Regions from separate parts of the Capsicum annuum genome. Here region 1 is linked to region 2. Evidence: chromatin contacts called from public Hi-C data. All regions are on one chromosome and are shown on one strand. The core of a region is the stretch at or near the end of the contact, and the rest is flanking DNA. Distances in the headings are between cores, read along the strand shown.

Evidence for each region. Hi-C and Micro-C count contacts between places; a contact is called where the count stands out from the background.
Region 1: a Hi-C map of leaf shows a contact between it and region 2, with 2.5 times the contacts expected there. The contact joins the enhancer-like site here to the promoter of LOC107863086 in region 2. A contact is called at or near these places in 3 of 5 Hi-C or Micro-C datasets (leaf and placenta).

The regions. Positions count from the first base shown.
Region 1 is chr3:230,967,276-230,974,191 of UCD10Xv1.1, forward strand. LOC107866114 (histone-lysine N-methyltransferase ATXR6) reads right to left here. Exons shown (of 6, transcript XM_016712295.2): 2 at 6,206-6,292; 3 at 5,870-6,099; 4 at 5,238-5,338; 5 at 4,915-5,127; 6 at 4,075-4,693. The coding sequence ends at 4,534. Among protein-coding and RNA genes, the nearest start is that of LOC107866114, 3.9 kb to the right of the region's middle. Within about 2 kb of position 2,311, at least 5 of the 5 cell types and tissues checked have an H3K27ac peak or open chromatin away from gene starts, as enhancers often do. A contact at or near this core is called in leaf, where this site is marked.
Region 2 is chr3:230,901,343-230,907,893 of UCD10Xv1.1, forward strand. It overlaps LOC107863086, which reads right to left and starts at 3,759. Exons shown (of 8, transcript XM_016708853.2): 1 at 3,414-3,759; 2 at 1,604-2,860; 3 at 1,426-1,516; 4 at 1,146-1,303; 5 at 1,002-1,053; 6 at 347-426; 7 at 155-248. The coding sequence starts at 2,776.

The DNA of each region.
Region 1 (6,916 bases), core at 1,061-3,560, 64 kb after region 2:
TCACCCCATAAACAACCCCATCCCTTTTACATAAACCCCACATAATTAAGTCGTACATAAAAATGTATATTTTTCTCCGTCCTAATTTACGAGGCACATTTTTTTTTATTCGGTTTCAAACAAACTTTATATTTTTATTTTTATAGATAGAAACAATTTAACTATTAAATTCTCATTTTATCCTTAATAAAGTGAATTATAGCCGATCTTAAATGGTTAAAGTTTGTTTTAGACCATATATTTTAACGTCTTTCTTGTATTGCTTAACATTTGTATGAAGTCAGTCAGTGGCGCATAAATTAGAATGTAGAAAGTGCAACTTAATCCAATTGTAAAGCTACTATACATGGAGTATTAATCAAAGACAAGACTGTAAAATGAACAAAAAAGAGCAGACAACAAGCTGATGATTTATGTTCAGAAAATATAATAATACAATAGAGTTAATATATAAAAATATCCTAAATTTGACACTAAATTATAATTTTGATCTTAAACTTTGATAGTGCATAAATAGAACCTTTAACTATTCAAAACCTGAACAAATATGACCTCCGATTTTGCAACCTCATGAGTGAGTCTCACTCGCGCCTACGTGGAAAGGTAATCCAATCACACGGTGCCACGTTGTTAAAAGGGCTGACTTGGAGAGAGGTCATATTTGTGCAGTTTTGAATAGTTAAAGGTCATATTTGTGCACTGATAAAGTTTTACTTTTTGTGTTAAAACGACGTCATTTTTTTTAAATTATTATTATTGTTATTGTTATTATTATTATTATAATTTTTTATTTATTTCTATAGTAGCAGCACCTAATTTTTTTTAATTTAAAATTATTATTATTATTATTTTATTTATTTCTATAGCAGCAACACCTAGCTTTTTTTTAATTAAAAAAAACAGCCACTAGCAGGGATCGAACCCTCATAATAGGCTGAAGGAAGTGCCGAAGAAGAGCAAATAACACCACTGGGCTATCTAAGTGTCTTGTTTCATATGGTTCAACATTAGTATACGTACATAAATATACATTTTCTATCTTATATATATACGACGTAATTTTTTTACCGAGGGGGTTAGGGTGAACCCCATGGCAACCACGTAGGTCCGCCCCTCGTTAATTTAATAACGTTTTAATAACGTTAATTTAATAACATTTTAATTATGTTAATTTGATAACGTTAATTTAATATACTACTACTACTATCCTTAATAACATTAATTTAATAACGTTTTATTAAAACTATTATTTTTTTATTATTAGTATAGTTTCATCTTTTATTTAATATTTAAATAAATAATATTTAGATATATTATATAACTTAAATTCGTCTCCTGCTTTATAATATATATACATACCTGCTCGATTTTTTCGTATGAGGCTGACCCTCCTAATTAATAAATCTTCAATATTATTTTTTTTCCGCAACGACAAAAGAAATTAGATGCCATTTTCATTTTTGAGCCGAAAATAATGAAAAACTAATAGTGAAGAGTCATTTAAAGGTCATATTTGTGCAGTTTTGAATAGTTAAAGGTCATATTTGTGCACTGTCAAAATTTAAGGTCATATTTATGTATTATGTCCTTAGATTTTAAGTTGGACGCGCCCAATTTTTTGTGTTGAACACGCGTTTTGCCACGTAGGATTGGAGGTCATATTTGTACAGTTTTGAGCAGTTAAAGGTCATATTTATGCATTGTCAAAGTTATATTTTAGCGTCAAGTTTAAGATCATTTTTATGTATTAATTCAATACAATAATATACATACATACATCACTAGAAAAACAAAGGGTAAATTGTAAAACAACAAAAGAGGGCACACTCTTTCTGATAAGAGTGGGGAAACAAACAAATTAAATATTGAGGGACACAACACAACAGATCACTGCAGTGAATGAATGAAGAAAAAATATGAACTGGGCGGTTTGAGCATTATGTATATGTTGAGTAATGACAGTTGACAAACTCCTCTTTCCTTTTTTTTTTTTTAACCTTGGGATTTGAGCTTTTTTCCTGATTACAAAATCTATGGGAAAACCTTTTTTCTTCTTTTTTTGTCCACTGGTGAATTCTTTTTTCCCTCTGTCAATGCAACATGAAAATTTGAAGTACATAAAAACTACACCTTCTGGACCACGCACCTAAAATTGCTGTGGGGACAATATAACTCACTGATCGAAATCAACGGCTTAAAATTATCTACTACGTGCTCCGTTTTAACTTATGATCAGTGATGGAATCAGAATTTTTATTAATGAAATTCAAAATATAAGTACGAAAGGCCAAGGGATTTCAATATCTATTACATATATGTATTGACCGTGAATTTAATGCAATTCTTCGATGACCCCCTTCTGGTAGCTTTGCCCCTACTTATGGCTTTAAATATGTCTATAACATTTGTGTCTTTCTACATGTTTCTCACCGAGGGTAAATTGTAGAGTTTAAAGTTAACTGGTACGTCATTCTTTCAGGAACGGACTAAAAAGAAAAATTGCATGAAATGTAAGTTAGAGAAAGATAGAAAAAGCAGTAAATGAGACAACTGTAATATGTTGTTTTCTACTTTGTCTCTGTGTATGTGTGTGAGAAGTCCTGCTACAGTGGTAACTGATTATGGTAAGCTATTAATTAATAAAGGACCACTCTATTCTGTGTTTCTGTTTGGTTTGGTTTTAAAACATTCAGAGCCATAGGGTGGTCCTTTCTGCATGCAGTTACATATATATATAGATCATTATAATCATAGGTTTAAAGTGTTTTTATGATTACTGACAATGAGCCCCAACTTCTTATCCTGGTACATTTTTCCCAGCACTTGTCTTGGATCTGATGACTTTTTTAAAGGAATAAAGGCCTTTACTAGGAATCGGGTTCATTGTACTTTTGAGTATTTAGAAAAGGTTTTAAATTCATACTGGGCCTGAAGCCCATTCAAGTTTTAAAAGGGAAAAACTGGATCAGAATTCAGATGTGAAAATTCACAACCTTCCGGTCTCAATTTGCTAAAAGCAAAATCAGGATTAGTCGGGCCTCAAAGAAAATGGGATGAAAAACAAAAAAGGAATAGAAATCTCAAACACCCCTTACTAGGAAGATGTACCACCACCACCACCAACATACTCAGTGTAATCCTACAAGTGGAGTATGAGGAGGGTAGTTATCCTTACCTTGGGAGGTGAAGAGGTTATTTCTGACAGATTCTCGGCTCAAAAAAGCAATAGGGGTGAAAAAAACTAAGGCAAAATACTCAACAAGGCAAGACAACATTCTGAAAAAGGAAGAGTAACTACAAAAGAAGTAGTACGATAAACGAAGTACAAACAATAAATAGTAGTAACAAAAATTGAAGAAGAAAGGATATACAAAACAATACTCAATTATCTACTAACCTTCTAACCTAATCCGCGCCCCCAATACTCTTCAACTTACCTCTACCTGTCTTAAAACCATCCGTAGCCAACTCACACACCTCCGCACTAGGCATCCGTACATCTTTTTTCACATGTCCGAACCATCTCAATCTCGCCTCTCGTACCTTGTCTTTAAGATATATACCAGCAGGTCTAATTTTTATACACAAAATGTGTAGTGAAGAATTACTGATATCAAGTGTAACTGTCCAGTAGGAATGGATTAGTACACACTACAACAGTTTATAGAGTCTTGTGTATGATTACATAAATCAAAGGATTAGTCTATTAACTCACATAAAAGAATCTTAAAATTCATATAATGGTGCAAGTCATGTGCAAGCCGGTTGATGAAGCATGGAAAAAATCTGGTCTTGTAATGAAACAGAAAACTCAGCATCTACCACAGAAATGTCACAAGAATTATAGCAACTTTTAAGAGAGAAAATCTCTCCTCTCCCCAATAATGAATGAATTCTTTTGCAAATCCACCTCATAATTATTGGAGTCATAAGGATGAAGAAACAACGAAGAACCACTCCATATAACCAATTACATGACATTTAACCAAAAGTCTTTGTCTATGCATATGCTTGTCATGTCTTAACTTTAATCTTCAAGAAGTTGGCTGCAATAATTGTTCTCTTATTCAGATGTAACAATACTAAGTAAAAATGAGACTTTTCCAAATTCAATTCAACAAGTCTGATATCAATCAAAATGTTAAAATTTCAAGCATAGAAGTTCTGCTTGGATAGGTTAAGGAACTTCCCTCTGGGCAAACATGAGTTACAAAGATCAGAATTTCCTGAGAACACTTTCTCCAGAACCAAGACAAAGCTGTAGATTAACTTGAAGCATTTACATGATGAATCAAATTCTAGCTAATATTTGTACGCAAGATCTTCTCAGCTTGTCATGTATCAGCCACAAAATATCTTTGAAGGTATGAAATGTGAGACTGGATAATTAGATCAAAAACAAGGAATCTGACATTATCATTCTTGTATATCCCTCCATTTAGCCCTTGTGTTTACAAGGCATTGCTGCTATGAGTCAATAGATCAAAAAAATTAGAAACCAAAGCTGGACAAATCAGTTTGGAACCTATCAGGTCAAACAAAGTGCTCTGTTGGATATTCATTTTCATAACCATTATAGTCATAATATAGCCTCTCTCCCTTCCGAATATCTCTGTTTGCGATTAATAGAACTCGGCTTTCACCATTAACGTCAAATCTCACACACTTCACATTCTGCTTCTTCTTCCCTTCACTGCATTAGAAGAAATATGTATCATTAAGAAGTCTCCAAAAGAAAAACCACACGACACCTGTATAAAGCATACTTGAATTTAACACTACGCATGCTTATGTTTAACTCATGCATCCTGGATTATGTGATTGATATAATTGTCATACACAAAGAACCATAAAATAAGTATGATTGTCATAGTAACTTCGAAAAGCACACGTGTTAGATGGAAATGAACTTACGGAGTATGATTGTTTATCCCATTGATGAAACGAGCAATATTACTGCGCTTATCAGGACAAATGACGAGGTCTTTTGATGGATCATTAGTACTTAAAAGAGTCATCATGCTATCTCCATCATCAGCTTCACGGTTATTCAAGTAATCAACATCTCCAACATATTCTGTAATGATTGTCCAGTCTCTTATGAACACATCTGCTTCAACAGTAAATCTGAAAAACGAGAAACATAGATAAATGACGCATTCCATATTGATCATACACAAAAAAAAATCTATAATTTGTAAATACGTAGGAAAGCAACATTTTGATCAAATACATACCCCTCTTTGGGATCAAAAACAACCATGAGTGGTGGCCATTCACCCTGCTTCATCATGTTCTTGCACAAATCTAAAGTGTCTGTATCGTCTTTAGATAATACCTGGAGTTGAATAACAGAAGCCTTAAGATTTGAAACATGGGCAATTCAAAGATCATGCTAAGAAACTTAAACATTTTTTTTTTTTCTCTAAATAAAAAGTCTATCCAAAATTTCTCCTTTTAATATTTTATCTATCTTTTCCACTAAGGGCATACTAAGTTGCTAAATAATATTATTTCTTTGTGAAAATTTTGAGCATCTAAGGGAACGCAATGTATCCATGTAAAACACCCCAGTTCTTTTCATCAAAAAGACTTGGTTATGTGGCAAGCAACATAAAGGATTCCCCTTCAAGTTAATCAGACCATCCTCAATCAAGTTAGTTGAAGTTAGCTAAATAAATCATATGATATTCAGAGGATTCTCCAAGATTTGGCCATTTTATCTCACCATACGATAGGGAAATTCCATTTTTAACTTCTACGAGGTGCTAATGCATCATTTTCTAAGAGTTATATTCAGTAATATCATGCCAGTTTAAATCTAACACATTTGATCAAGCAAAATGTTTAGATATATGTTCTATTTTACCTGCATTCCCTCTCGCTCGAGTGCTGCATTATTAGCTGATCGAGGGGCCATGCCTGGCATATAGGTAAGCTCATTACTGAATTCTGCTCCGGCTGCTAACAAGGCAGTAGCAAGAGATGACATTTGTTCCAATCTGCGGGCAGGATCCTTGATAGGATTGAACGGCAATAACCTTCTTCTCTTCTTTGACATTACCAAGCTACTACTACGTTTTCTCTTTTTCTGGCTATCTGGAAAAAACAACAACCAAATGTAAAAAACACATCAGATCTCAAGTAATAACTCAAAAGAGCAAACAAATAGGATAATTTTATAAAACCATAGTAAAGAATTTACCTTTGCCTGGATTAAGCTCGTTGATTGAACTTGACGGTCTCTGAATCCTGAAAAAATCAACTATCTTTGTTTGTACAAGGGAAAATTCTGCACATTGGAGAAAGAGCATCTTATCAATCACTAATAAATTAGGCAAGAGCAAGCATTGGATACCCCTTATTTCCTTAAAATGTGTAATAGCAAAGACGTTGCATTTTGTTACATATATCAAATTTCGTCATAACCATTCTTGTTTAGAAGAGAAGAATAACACTATTAGTAGAGGACCATTTCACTCCATTTGACCTTTTGGACTCTGTCACTCTATTTGGGATGTTTAAACATTAGAGGTTCTTGACATTTTCTTATTTACAAGTAAAAAATGGCCAATAAAGAGTTGTTTTTTCTGATATGGTAACTGAAATCAATTTCACTCAACACAACAATCTGTCACTCCCTTTACACCTTTCTATTCAGAATAGTAAATTTATTGGGATGTTTGAATACTAGGGATTCTCTTTACATTTTCTTATTAACCAAAACAAGTCCAAGCAACTGGAGTTACTTTGCTGATCTGGATTGCCAAAATCAATTACACAACACAGCAATCACAGATACCAAGAAATGAAATAGATTAACTGCACAATCAACATGAACCAATTAACCCCATATCATCAAACTGGGTCAGATTAAGCAACCAACATCAAACTTCAATTTTGCAATGTAGAAAAC
Region 2 (6,551 bases), core at 2,509-5,008:
CTATTACTAAAATAGAACTGTAAAATAGGATCATATCATCAATCTGCACCTACTCACTTTGCCTTTATTCACTAAAGCAAGCATAAGGCACTCAAAATACAGGGCAAACAGAAATCAAATCTGACAATATCTGAAATAAGAGAAGGGAACAAACCTTTGTACTTGCCGATCACATGGATACCATCTAGGATTCTGACATGAGAGTCGGCACAAGTAACCATTACTTTAGATGGGTCTTGTGGAAAAAACTGCATTCAAGAAGCAACACATACACATCTCCTCATAAGGTACAACCAAAATTAATATAATCAGAACCGCAATCTGTAGTTTGTTGATGTAATATTACCTGAAAGCCCGTAATCCTTTTGCAAAAGGACTTCTTTTTATTGGCCAAGCACATCTGCTCCTCTAATTGGATCTCATGACCTGTCACGATACAACCATGTCTCAACTCCAACTAAATAAATATTGTACATTTTATCTGTAAAAGCATGGACTAAAATACTGAGTCATAATATTCCCAAAAATTCCTTGTTCATCGTAATCTCGCAAACACATTTGACATACTCCAGAAATAACACACCACTAAGTTATAACTATCATGATAGGTAAAAGTAGTAATAACATCTGGTAATTGTGCTCTCATGAAAAAAATGCCTCTGTACTTCTATTATGATTTATAAGGAATTACTAACAAAAGATGGCTTAGCCAAGCAAAAAGCTGGAACACATCCACAAAATCAAGAGACCAAGAAGTGCTGACAACCACTGTCACCACAGGAAAAAGAGACTAAAAACAAAATATGATATGAGCAATACCAAATAAGCTAGCAAAATGTTATCATATTCTAAAATCAAACTGAAGGTCAATCAACGGCCATTCCACTTAAACCAGTAACAATTTGACATATAGTGTTGCCATGCCATAAATTAAAAATCTGACTCTGAGAGATATCAATGACAGCACTTAACAATATCATAAAGCAAAGAGCGAACATTACCTTCTAAACTGAAAAAACGGCAACTGCCTGCCATAGAACCAATAATCCCACCCTATATGAAGCAGATAATTTGTTCAATATGCTGCACAAGTTTCTGAATGTGTTACAAGGTACCATTGATTAAAAAGATGAAAATTAGCAAACCTTTCCATCAGGACGATAGGAAACAGCAGTCACTATGTCTCTGATGTCCGACCAATCCAATACTTGACAGCTATTAACGGCCCAAATTCGAACTTTCCCATCGATTGATCCACTGATGAAGTATTCATCGTTCACTGGGTTAAACTGTACGCAAGTCACTGCAAAATCAAAGTGAGTAATGCAGCATGATCCACTGATGTAATAAAATGGTTTATCACAATTAACATATAAGAATCACAAAAGCATGCTAGAGTGGAGTTTTAAAAAGGTCTGCACGTACCATAATTACTATGTGAAAAAACTCCGAGGCACAGATCATGTCCAACTTGCCACAGACGAACAGTTTTGTCAGTTGATGATGACAGCAAACACTGCTGAAACAATACATAACAAGAAAGGCGGTTACTTTCAGAATTATTCAGAAAAAATGCTGATCAAAGACAATTAAATAAGCTTACATTATTTTTTGACCACGAGAGATCCAATATCTCTCCAGTATGCCCTTGGAACACATGCAGTGGTTCTTCCAGAATTCGAAAGACCTTGGGAGGTAAAACAACACAGGCAGAATCTCTTGTTTTCTTAAGGCCCTTCAACTTAAAACTACTTTTCTCTTTCTCCGTCCCCAGAGGAGCCAATTGAGAAAGATGATTAACCGTGAAATACATACATGAAGGATCCAACTCTGGAATATCAACTTCATTGGATCTCTCATCTTCAATCACTTGCCACACCCGCACAATCTTATCTTCACCAGCACTCGCTAGGTACTGTCCATCAAAACTGAATTTCATAGTTAAAATTGAACCCTCATGAGCCTGGATATCCTGCCCCATGAAAAGAGCAGAGAGTTCCTTTAACTGCTTCTTATGATGGTGAACTTTAACCCTCTGAATTCTAGACCTCTGAATAGGGATGGAACTGTTATCCATCGAATCATGACAACATCTCCCTTCGGCATTTGCCATGCACGTAAATGACCGTAGCCTACTTAATAACCGATTTTTAACTCCATTTAGTTTCTTTGGAGTGTCTCCATTTTTATCCAGTTCTCCATGTTCGAGTTTCCCAATCACAGGGGACACACATGGAGAGCTCTCAGGCTCTCGAGACATTTTCAATCGTTCCAATCTGATAGCTCCGTTACTTCGCTGTCCATTCTCTGCCTGAACATGTACATTGCACCCAATTCCACTATCAGCATTGCCACCCCTACACACGAAACTTTCATTTGAACCCAATTGTTTAGGTGAATCCAAAGCTTCCACACACAAACCAGACTGGTAAGACAAAAATTCATCCTCAAAAATGGAGGACCGCAATACGGCTCCACTTCTCTCCGTAATCCTTTCAATCTCACCAGTACATAAATTAGAGCTTCCACATATATCTACTGAATCTTCTCCAGACATTCCATCTAAACTTAACCCCATCCAACAACGGAATTGCCTACGACGCTCGCCAACACTTCTAGGAGTCTTAATCCACTCATCATAGCTAACACCATTGTCAATTCCAGAGCTAGATTCGCGCATCGGACTACAGTTAAAACCCAAATCAGAGACCTGTGAAATACTATCCGGGGCATCGAAAAATCGACATTCTCCTTCATCATCACTTAAGCTACCCATGATACCTTGAGTTCAGCCCATCAAGAAATCATCTTTTTAAGCCCTTAGAAAATGTGTTAAATAATCCATCCTTCATAGTTATACCTATAAATAAACAAATGAAGAAAGTTTGCATTTTAGTAAACAAACATAAAAAACACGACTACCAAGATGACTAAAACTGATTTAAAAATTACCAACACCATTATTCTAAGTTACAAGAAAAACAATTATACTATTTCCCCCCTCTCTTAACATAACAACCAAAAAAAAACAATAGATCCAGCATGGATCCCAATCCACTCCCATTGAACCTGGTCTCCCCCACATAACAATACTTCAATTTCAATAAAGGGTATAATACTACCCCACCCCCCACCCCCACCCCACACCATTTCAACAAAGAAATATGAACCCTAAAATTCAAACCCAAATTAAAAAAACAACATAAGCAGCAATTTCAAACACAAAATTGAAAACCCAACATCAAGATGACGACTGTACAAACGTTAGACAAAGGATTAACAAACACCAAATATAAAAAAAAAAAATAAAAAAAAACAAATTTTGCAAACACAAAGATGAAAAATTTAGCAAATCACAAAGGAAAAAATTTCAAGAAAATGCAAGAAATGAAAAGCCAAGAAGATTTTCTCACATGGGTCCGCCTTGTTTTTGTGAAATTTTGAAGGAAAAAATATGTAACACAGAGAGAGACAATACAACACAACAGAACACAACACACTTCCTCTCTCTTGTTCCTCTCTGAACAAAGAAGAAAGAAAGTACTGACCATTAAAATAAATAAAATTTAACAAAGGTGTAATTAATGGAAGAAGAAGGATCTAAAATTAGGAAACATTATTTATTTATTTTTTGGAAAATAAAGAATAAAGAATAATTATGAGGAAGGAAAAAGAAAAGGGAAAAAGGAAAAAAAATATTCTTGATATTCGTGTTTACGGATGGCCCGAGAAACGAGATTTTGGAGAGTAGTAGTACTACTAACGAGTATTAGGGTCTGGTCCTCTCCTGTGTAGTCTCTCCTTACTACTCTCCCATTCATTTTTAATTATCCATTATTCATTTAACGTGAGTTATAAATATTACTTATAAAATAATATAAATATATAACTTAAAGGGATATGTATCTTTACAAAGAAAAAAATATATTTTCGTTGAATGTATCAAGGGCTAAGTATATATTTCGATAAATCTAAATCGAGATTTTCAATAATTACTGTACAAAATATCAGAATTTTCTATTACAACAATATATTTAATGTATAATACATTTCAGAGAGAATAAGTTGTTCGTTGTCCGTCTCACTAATTCAAAAGTGACTTAGAAACACTATTTTTGATAGAGTATTGGCTCAATAAAATACAATTGAGGAAAAGATTTAAAGGGATACAACTTCATTAATTTTTAAATAAATTTAACACCTTAAAAATTAGTGAGTTAATAATAACAATGAATTAGAATTATAGTGATAAATTACTTTTAAAATTTTACTTTAGATGAATAAATATGTAATTTTCTCTTATATTATAAGAGCGAGTTAAGCAACTGAAGCAGGCAGGAGGTCGACATGTCTGTTTCAGCTGCTTCAACTGTAATTTTACTATATTATCCTTAATTCATTATTATAAGTTATTTATTATTAGAAAATTAATAATATTTAATAAAAAAATTAAAATAGACATTTATGACATTTCTGTTACAAAGCTTCAACCGTAATTTTATTATATCACCCCTAATTAATTATTATATCCCTGATTAAATATTATAAGTTATTTATGTATTACAAAATTAATAATATTTAATTAGAAAAAAGGTAAAATAGACATCTATGACTGGTTTAGCTGCTTCAATTGTAATTTTACTGTATCAGCAAAGCAACCACGAGGTCGACATGTCTGTTTCAGCTACTTCAACTGTAATTTTACTATATCACCCCTAATTAATTATTATAAGTCATTTATGTATTAGAAAATTAATAATATTTAATAAAAAATTAAAATAGACATTTATGACATACCTCTTCAGCTTCTTCAATCGTAATTTTACTATACCATTCCTAATTAATTATTATATTTCTAATTAAATATTATAAGTCATTACATATTACCAAATTAATAATATTTAATTAAAAAAAAGTAAAATAGACATTTATGACTGTTTCCATTGTTTCAATCGTAATTTTACTGTACTATTATTAAATAATTATTATACAAGTGTTTTTTTATAATAATTTTGTTATGTCGCTTCTAATTAGTTATTACAAGTCACTTAAGACATGTGTGCTTCATTGCTTTTACCGTGATTTTACTAAATCACCACTAATTAATTATTATGTTCCTCTAAGCATTGAAAAATTGATAATATTTCATAAAAAAAGGTAAAAGAGACATAAAATAATATGTCAACATAAAAAATTTAATTGACTATCGAAATTATATTAGTGCACGTAAATTGAAATGAGACAGAGCAAGACATAAAATAACATATATTATTTTAAAATGAAATAAAAAAAGTATTATAAATCACAATAATTAAGAACTTATAAAAGTATATATGTATAAAAATTGATTCACTGTTGAAATTTTATTTGTGCCACATAAATTGAGACAAGGAGAATATACATATATTATTGAAAAATAATGTAAAAGATATTGTAAATCACATAAATAACAACTTAAAAAATTTTTAAAATATAAAATATTTGAATGACTCTTGAAATAATATCAGCATTATTTAAATTGAAACAAAAGAAAAAATATTATAAATTATAATAATTAAAAGTATAAAATATATTAATAATTTAAATTAAAATAAAAAATAATATATATTGGGCTTGTGCTGATATGGGCCATCAATATCTAGTATTTTTAATATATGAGACAAGTAAAATAAAAGATAGGGGTACTTTCTGTATTGTGCGCCACCCTACTTTTGCCCACAACTATCTGCTCTCATTTACAGAGTCCCCCTTTTCTTTTAATTGTGTATTTTTATCAAAAAAAATTTCTTTTTTTATTTAAATAGAGTTTCTTTTTCTACTTTTTTCCTTATTTTCCAATTATCTTTTTAAGTATTAAAAACGCATTAAGTGAGGCAGATTAACTAGATCAACGTGAATATTGAATATTTAGCTTCGTTTGATTATAAATTGTGAAGTTTGAAAGGTTAAAGTAGTGATCTTTTGACATATATATTACTTTAGGGAAAAAAATCAATTTTGTTAGTGGAAGTTCTAAAAGGTTATTAATTTTTGAAAATCAAAATTTTAAAATCTGATAATCAAAATTTTAAAATCTGATAAAATTTCTTGACCAAATAGATCTTGAAAATCAAATTTTAAAATTTATGGTCAAACTCTAACTTAAATATGTGTGATCAAACTTAAATATGAAAAAGAAATCCCGAAAGAAAGCATTTTTCCTTTAATGAACCTTACATAATGCAAATTGAAATTAATCGAAATTTCGAAACACCATGTGAAAATTAAACATTAAAAATAAATAGGCTATATTCTAGCTAGTAATAGTTTTGGTTCTAAAAAATTTAAGTAGTGTTTGAAAATTATTTCGACAAATTATTTGCTTAGCCGATGGACTGTCATTTCAATTTTATTCCTGGAATAATAAAATTTAAAGTTTGAAAAATATGTTTAAAGAGTTTATTTCTTTAAATTTTCATTCACAATAATTCCACGTTGTATCTATATTGCATAACTTAATATTTAAATATATTCAATTTTAATTTCAAATATTACAACTTATCTTTAGAAAT